2 separate regions of the Mus musculus genome follow, and region 1 is linked to region 2. Evidence: chromatin contacts called from public HiChIP or PLAC-seq data. All regions are on one chromosome and are shown on one strand. Each heading gives the region's core, a stretch centred on a gene start, on an enhancer-like site or on the middle of the called end of the contact. The rest is flanking DNA. Distances are from core to core; before and after follow the strand shown. Region 1 holds the start of Plut (PDX1 associated lncRNA, upregulator of transcription). Region 2 holds the start of 1700041I07Rik (a long non-coding RNA gene).

Region 1 (3,561 bases), core at 314-2,813, 480 kb before region 2:
CTTCCCAGCTCGGTAGAGCGTCTACTGCACTGGACTGTGTGTGGATGCAGGATGGAAGGCTCTCCAGCAAAGCCCAGTGGAAGAGACTGAGGCCGACTTGATTCAGGACAGGGGTGAGAGACAGTTTCCAAAGAGCTGAAAGGTGAATGAGTGTGTTGAGGGCAAGGGATTAATCTTCAGGATGGAATCTGCTCCCCGGGTCTTCCCCCAGGTACTGGGGAGGCACTAGAAGCTGAAGTGAAGTCCCCAGACCACTCTTTGGAAAGCAGTTTGTGTCCTCAGGAACACAAACCTGTGTCCCCAAACCACACAGGCCTTTCCTGGTGTAGGAAAGGAAAGATACCTAACCTTAAAGAGACATCTTAAATGCCAACAACTGGCAGATTCTTCCAACTACTGCCCTCAGCTGCCTACTTTGCCAAGCCCTAATGAAAGACTATAGGGAACCTGTGCTCAGCTAGAGGAAGCCACGGGTGGGAATTAAAGTTAGAATCTGCTGGTGAGATGTTCAGAGTGCTCGATCTGACTTTTCTGGGGCTCAGTAGAACTCACCAGTAGGGATTATGAAGTTCTTTTAAGTCCAATTATTTATAAGCGGTTATTGCCATTAGCATTCATAGTCCTACTATAAGCCCTTCAGCCATTAAGCCCTTTCCAGGGGTTGTGAACCGACGAAGCACACGCAGGTGGGTTCGCTAAACCTTGCAGTCCTTCTGAAGTGGGGCCGGCTGGAGCTCTTTGCAGGTTTCTACAGGGAGAAGAGAGGGGTAGTCTGCCTCGAGTCCTGCTTGCTGATGGTCAGAAAGGATCCGCAAAGGATCCTGGTACCCAGATCTCACAGTCAGGAGGGGTCTCCAAAGTGTTCACCAAACATAGGAAAGGCTTTCTGCTTCCTCTGCTCAGATTTAACTCCCTGGCTTGTTCCTACCCTAGCCCAGAGCAGGAGTGGATAGCCAGAAAGAATCAATCTCCGGGGCTCTGCTTCGTGGTTCCTTGGCAAGGAACCCCCTTTAGGTGGAGGGTCTGTCTTTGGGCAGCCCAATGGCCAGGTCTCAGCGCCCTTTGGTCTTGGCCTTGAGAGGCCTCTGCTGCGGCCTACCTGCTCCAGCTGCTTGGAATTGCTCAGAGGTGGAGGATCTCCCCAGCAAGAGTTTGGGCCTGTTTTAAGTCAGGGTTTTTTGTTTTGTTTTGTTTTTTTTTTTTGTTTTGTTTTTTTTTTTTTTTTTTTGTTTTTTTCCTCGGTGAGAAAATGAACTAGCTAAAGGAGCCTTCCCCCTTCTTTTTCCACCCTTGAATCCTTGGTGAACCTCGTTACCCCCATACTCTCTCGGAGCTTTGCTTGGCTGCTCCTGGGATAGTGTCAGACCAGGCGCCTTAGGACCGGAGGACAACGTTGAGAATTCTCAGGGGATGGCAACTCCAGCGTCTTAACCCTTCGCTCCTGCTCCCGACAGTCAGTCGGAAAGCAAAAGAAAGAGCAGCTATTTGCAGTCCAGGTGTGACCAGAAGTGGCTGTAGACCGGAAGAGATAACATTGTGGAGCGGCGGGCACAGGCCCCCACACGAATTGGCTGCCAGCATCCGGCGGGAAGGGACCTAGGGCTTGCTCCGCTTCGCCTCTGCTGGAAGGAAGGACTTTATCACAAAGCAGGCGCCTAGGGCTAAGGAAAGCCAGGGTGTCTTGCTTCTTTGAGCCGGACAGCAGGGAGGAGGCCCCTTCTTCTGCATATTTGCTTCCTGGGACGCGGCTCCAGAGAGGACCCTTCAAACACGTTGGGTTGGTTCAAAAAGAATTGGCACCCCAGAGACCTCTGCCAACTGCCAGACTCCGAGAGAGTGAACCACCTGCCTTTCAACCCTCCCGGTGAGCACCTCGCGTTGGTACAGCCTCTCCCTGTTCACCCCCACCCCTCATCCTACTCCAGGGCCTACCTGGATGGACGCAATTTTCCTTTCCCTTCTTCCTGTGTTTCTCCTACTCCTACTGCCCCTAGGAGGCCCCGTTTCTCTAATAAGGCCACTAGGATAGAGCCGGGAAGTGAAGGGGCCTAGGGTTTCCAAGGGACTCCATCATCAGAGACATCTTGCATAACTTGCTTGGGGCCCTTGGGGTCCGGGAGTCCAGGTTCCTCTCTGCAGAAAGATCCAGAGAGTTCGGGAGTTCTGAGCCTGGCTAGGCCTCTTCTTTCTCCAGCGTGGGAGTTGGCTCCCAGGGTAAGAAAGGCTCAGGACAAGCGCAAGGAGGGAAGAGTGTTGAATGGAGAACAAGCTGCCAACATGAGTGGACTTACTGGCTTGCATAGACTTTATTCTAAGCCTGCATTATCCTTGCGGGTTTCAGAGGAACTTGTGAGAAAAGGCCCGGGGGAGTTCTTGAAGGCAGTAGCAGCCAAGTCCAGACTAGGGAAAGAGAAAGGGAGAAAGAGCCAGGCTTACCTGCCCACTGGCCTTTCCACGCGTGAGCTTTGGTGGATTTCATCCACGGGAAAGGGAGCTGGACGCGGTTGGGCTCTTCCAGGCCCCCAGGCTCGGTTCCATTCGGGAAAGGTCCGGGAGGTGGATGGGCGAGCCCGAGCTGAGCTGGAAGGTGGTGGTGGAGGTGAGCGCCAGCCGGGTCGTCGGAGGCGAGCGGGGGCACTTCGTATGGGGAGATGTCCGGAGGACTTCCCTGCTCCAGTGATCCCAGCGAGCTTGTAAACTGGGGTGGCGGCGGAGGTGGGGGCTGGCGGCCCATGTACAGGCACGCAGGGGGGTTAGCGCTGAACTCTGGCACCGGGCCCCTCTGGAATGCGCACGGGTCCTTGTAGAGCTGTGTGGCCGCGTAGTACTGCTCCTCACTGTTCATGGTGGCAGCCGGCACTTGGGGGCCAGCAGCCCCGGGTCGGAGCTACAAGCCAGGCCTTAGGCGCTGGGTGGCTCGCGGACTCTCTACGCCACCCCAGATCGCTTTGACAGTTCTCCACTGCTCTCCTGGGGAACCAGAGGCTGGCTGGGGACAAGCCGGCCGCCGTGCCATAGGCTCTGGGGCACCCCACGTGGTTTACCCTGGAGCCATCATTGGCCTGGAGGACTGCCTTAAGAAGGAGGCTTAGGTGCCCGCGAACACCTGCACTTGTTTCAATTTTCTCTCTCAGTCGCCTGATCCCTGCTTGCTGCTGTGGAGCTCTCCAAAACGGGGCGCACAAAAATACCAGAACCTTTACTCTTTACAAAACCGCTCCCAATGAGCTTAAAAAAAAAGTCTACATCTCCTCTTCCCCCTCGCTATGTTTTTTGTTTGTTTTTGGTTTTGTTTTAAGACAGGGGGTGGAGGTCTAATTTTGTAGCCTGGCTGGCCTGCAACTCAAGATGTAGTCCAGGCTGGCTTCAAACTCCTTTTCCTCCCCAGTTCTGGGGTTGCAGGTGTAAGGCACAGCGTCTAACTTTTAATTTTCTTGTATTTTTGTATAATGTATGTAAATATCAGCTCAATAATATGACTTGCAAAACGTTAGGGTGCAACTGTTGAAAAATACAGTTTTTGAGAAATGCTTGCAGAACTCAGCGCTGTAAGCCTGAAGC
Region 2 (3,438 bases), core at 30-2,529:
AAGAATGTTGCCTTGGTCATGGTGTCTCTTCAGAGCAATGGAAACCCTAAGACAATTTCCAACATAGACTTGAGTTAGAACTATGGCTATTTTGATTGACATCTACTATCTGAACAGCTAGACCACATTATTAATGCAACCAAAGAGGTTGACTCATTGGGAGAGGTAGGGAGAGACGTCAGATTTCAGGGACAGAGCCTGTGCTGTGTGTGTATAGACCCAGGCCCTGCACTCACTAGGGGTGCAATGATGAATGCTATACTTCTTCAATTAGAAAACAAGCCTGGCATGATGGATCTCTGGGGTTATTGGAAGGTTTACGCTTAGAGCATTCAAAGGGTTCCCAGCATCCATCTGGTCTCACAACCTTCTACAACTCCAGTTCCAGGAGGATCTGATGCCTTCTTCTGGCCTCCGCGGACACTGTACGCATGTGAGCAAGCAAAACACCCATACACATAAAGTAAAAATAATAAAGCTTAAAAATGAAACCTTATCCAGCAGACTACCTAGCCTATGACAGGAATTCTGAGGCGGCACACTGACAGCTGGAGGGTTTTATTTGCTCAACATTTTAATTAATTACTCATTGGCTTTTGCTAATTTCTTTTTGACAATTTCATACATGTGCTGTTTATTCTCTTTTATTTATTTTTGAGGCCAGGTCTCCCTGCATAGATCTGGCTGATCTGTAGATTTGCTATTTAGTCCAGGCTGCCCTTGAACTCACAGAGACTCACCTTTCTCTGTTTCCTATGCTGGGATTGTAGGTGCATGTCACAATTCCCTGTGACTGGCTTTTCATTCATTTATTTTTTTGGGGACAAGGACTCAAGTGATCCAGGCTGGTCTTGAACTCATTAAATAGCTGAGGATGACCTTACCATAGTAGGATTAGCACTTCAGCTGAGGATATGAAACCTCAGAACACCTACACAAACACTTCGCCAACTAAGCCATATGTCCAGCTCCCATCCTTACCTTTAAAATATAGATGTTGTACGACCATGCTCTATGCTTGTGGAGTCTAGAGTGGCGAGCAACGCGACAAACATTGCATAGATCTGAACTGGTGTAAACCAGAGTCCAAGCCCCTGCCGTGGTATCTACAGAAAAGCGGGAGGCCTAGCCACTACGAAGGTAGATACCTGGAGAATAAGCAGCTGCCAGAATACTTAGCTGTATTCAGTGGGTGTTCCCCTCCCCCAACGCTTACAATGGAATTGCTATGGAAACAGTATTCATGTACCAGAAATCTGTTTCTCGACTAAATTTTGTTCAAATTCTCGGTCTTTTGAATGCTTTGGACTATGAAGTGAGGCTTATCAGATTTTAGAGCTTTCGTCGGAATTTAGGCCCCAAGTTCCACAGACCCGGTGTGGTGGGGAGTTGGGTGGAAGGCAGAAAAGGTCCTACCCTCAGATCACCAATCAAAACAAATCACAGGCTTTTTAAAGTAGTAATTTATGAAGTTTTATGAATTTTCTGCCGGTAGAAAATAGGAAGCGTTCATCCACTAGCTAACACGGTCTATGTGCTCCTCACACATTGGCTTCGGCTTCTTACTTGGGACATACCACCCTGTTACAAATTCCAAGTTGGTATCCCACTGTTTTTCAGGATTGGCTCCCCTTCCTCTTCTCCCCCACTACTGCTAATTCATAGAGTTAAATCTTGTCTTTTTATCTAATTAGCCTTTTCTTAGGGAATTAGGCCCAGATGATTCACCCCAGAAAAACATCCAAGTGCTTGGGACTCTGGCGGGGTTGCCTTCCAACCCATCCAGTTTCCCAGATATGGTCTCCGTCTTCTGTTTCAACTGACTGTCAGTCGCTCTAAAGGCTGCTTGATGTCACAGACGCCGCAGAGCAAAGGCTCGATCCCCTAAAGACCCGCTCTTGCAAGCTAAGGTAGGTGCTTCACGTCGGCGCTAGGACCCATCTGCAGGAGGAACGCGGCACGGGTCTCGCCCCGCCCCAACGCGCACTGGGTGGAGCCGTCCTCCCCAAGCTCGCCCCCCCCCCGTGGGAGGGCGGGGCACCATGGGCGTGGCACAGCTGCGGTGGGCGTGGCGGCGCCGGAGGCGGGCGGGGCGGAAGGACGCTGCCCGGTCGTCGGGGCGGTAGGGCCTGCGCGGAGCTCTCTCCCCAGCGCGCTGGGCGGGGTGTGCTGTGAGCGGCTTCCCGGGCAGGCGCGGGCCCTGAGGCGGCGGCTGCGCCGTGCGCCGGGGCGGAGCCGGGGGCGGGCGGGCGGCCGGCGGGCGGGGGCTGGGCCGGAGGAAGCCTGAGCGCCCGCGGCGACGACGGCAGCGGCGGCCCAGCAGGCTAGAAGCGTGGGTCGGCGGCGGCTCCGGGTGCGGCCGCGGGCTGCGGAGCGAGCGGGCGGCCCGGCTCCCCGCGTCCCCCGCCCGCCGCGACTGTCTGGAAGATGGCGCCGGGCGGATGGAAATCCTAATGACAGTCTCCAAATTCGCCTCCATCTGTACCATGGTAGGTGCGGCGGCAGCGCGGCCCGGGGGGCCGGTCCCCGCCTTCGAGGCGCCGCCCGCGGGCCTGGTCGTGTGCGGGCGGACCGGGCGCGGGGCCGAGTGGCCGCGGGGAAGGCGTGCTGGACACGGCAGGCGGGGCCGGGACACTGGGGATAGGACCGACCGGGGCTCGGGGTTGGGTCCTGACCACGGGGTCGCAGTTGAGGACGGGGAGCTCTGGGTCTGGGCACCGGGGACTCGGGGACTGTGGCTGGGGACTAGGGCCTGGGGGCTCAGGGACGGGGTTGGGGGTAAGGGCTGCAGACTGGGGTTGGGGACTTGGGGACTCGAGGTGTGGACTGAGGTTGGAGGCTGGAGCCGGGACTTTAAACTGGGGACTGGTACCGGGAAGCGAGGGGATTGTGCCAGGGGAAGGGACGCGGCATTTCCTTGGGGCCCTGCGCGGGGCAGGGCGGGGGTCTGCGGCAGGAAGGAAGGGTCTCGATCCTACTGGAAGACGGAAGTCCTGGCGGAGTTCCTCCTCGGGTTAGGTGGAGCCCCAGGCCCTGGCTCGGGAAGGGGGCGTGTGAAGGTGGAAACTTTTAAGAGTGCTGTTGAAATGTTTTCTTATTTTCAACTCTCTGAAGCGATAGGAACTCTTGCGGCTTCCAACCTGTGTCCGTCCAGATGGCAGCCTTGTCTCTGGGAATCTGTGTTAATCTTGAAAAGCTGCATTCGCTTTCCTGTCATTTGTTTATTTTAATAGAGCAGACACCGCTGTGTGGGGTTGAAGTACACAGATTCCCCCGAAAAAAACGAAACGCGCGCGGGTGGGTTCCAAACGTGTTTTTGTGCATTGCCAGAAGCACCACGGCTTCCCACGTGATAAAGCAAATCCATTACCTCCTTTATGAACTTCGCCGTAGAGATTGTGATTTATGAATCAATGAAAAAAGTTACTCTTTGCAGTG

What was found. HiChIP or PLAC-seq counts read pairs in DNA pulled down with a chosen protein or histone mark.
Region 1: a FOXA1 HiChIP or PLAC-seq map of pancreatic cancer cells shows a contact between it and region 2. The contact joins the promoter of Plut here to the promoter of 1700041I07Rik in region 2. A contact is called at or near these places in 5 of 39 promoter capture datasets (the 3T3-L1 cell line, cranial neural crest, hippocampal neurons and 2 more), 1 of 484 Hi-C or Micro-C datasets (embryonic stem cells) and 1 of 115 datasets of contacts at active chromatin or transcription factors (pancreatic cancer cells).

Annotation. Positions count from the first base shown.
Region 1 is chr5:147,269,523-147,273,083 of GRCm38.p6, reverse strand. It overlaps Plut (PDX1 associated lncRNA, upregulator of transcription), which reads left to right and starts at 1,563. Exons shown (of 6, transcript NR_038157.1): 1 at 1,563-1,864. It overlaps Pdx1 (pancreatic and duodenal homeobox 1), which reads right to left and starts at 2,987. Exons shown (of 2, transcript NM_008814.4): 1 at 2,437-2,987. The coding sequence starts at 2,845.
Region 2 is chr5:146,793,666-146,797,103 of GRCm38.p6, reverse strand. 1700041I07Rik (a long non-coding RNA gene) reads right to left here and starts at 1,279. Exons shown (of 2, transcript XR_377208.4): 1 at 982-1,279. It overlaps Usp12 (ubiquitin specific peptidase 12), which reads left to right and starts at 2,148. Exons shown (of 9, transcript NM_011669.3): 1 at 2,148-2,489. The coding sequence starts at 2,442.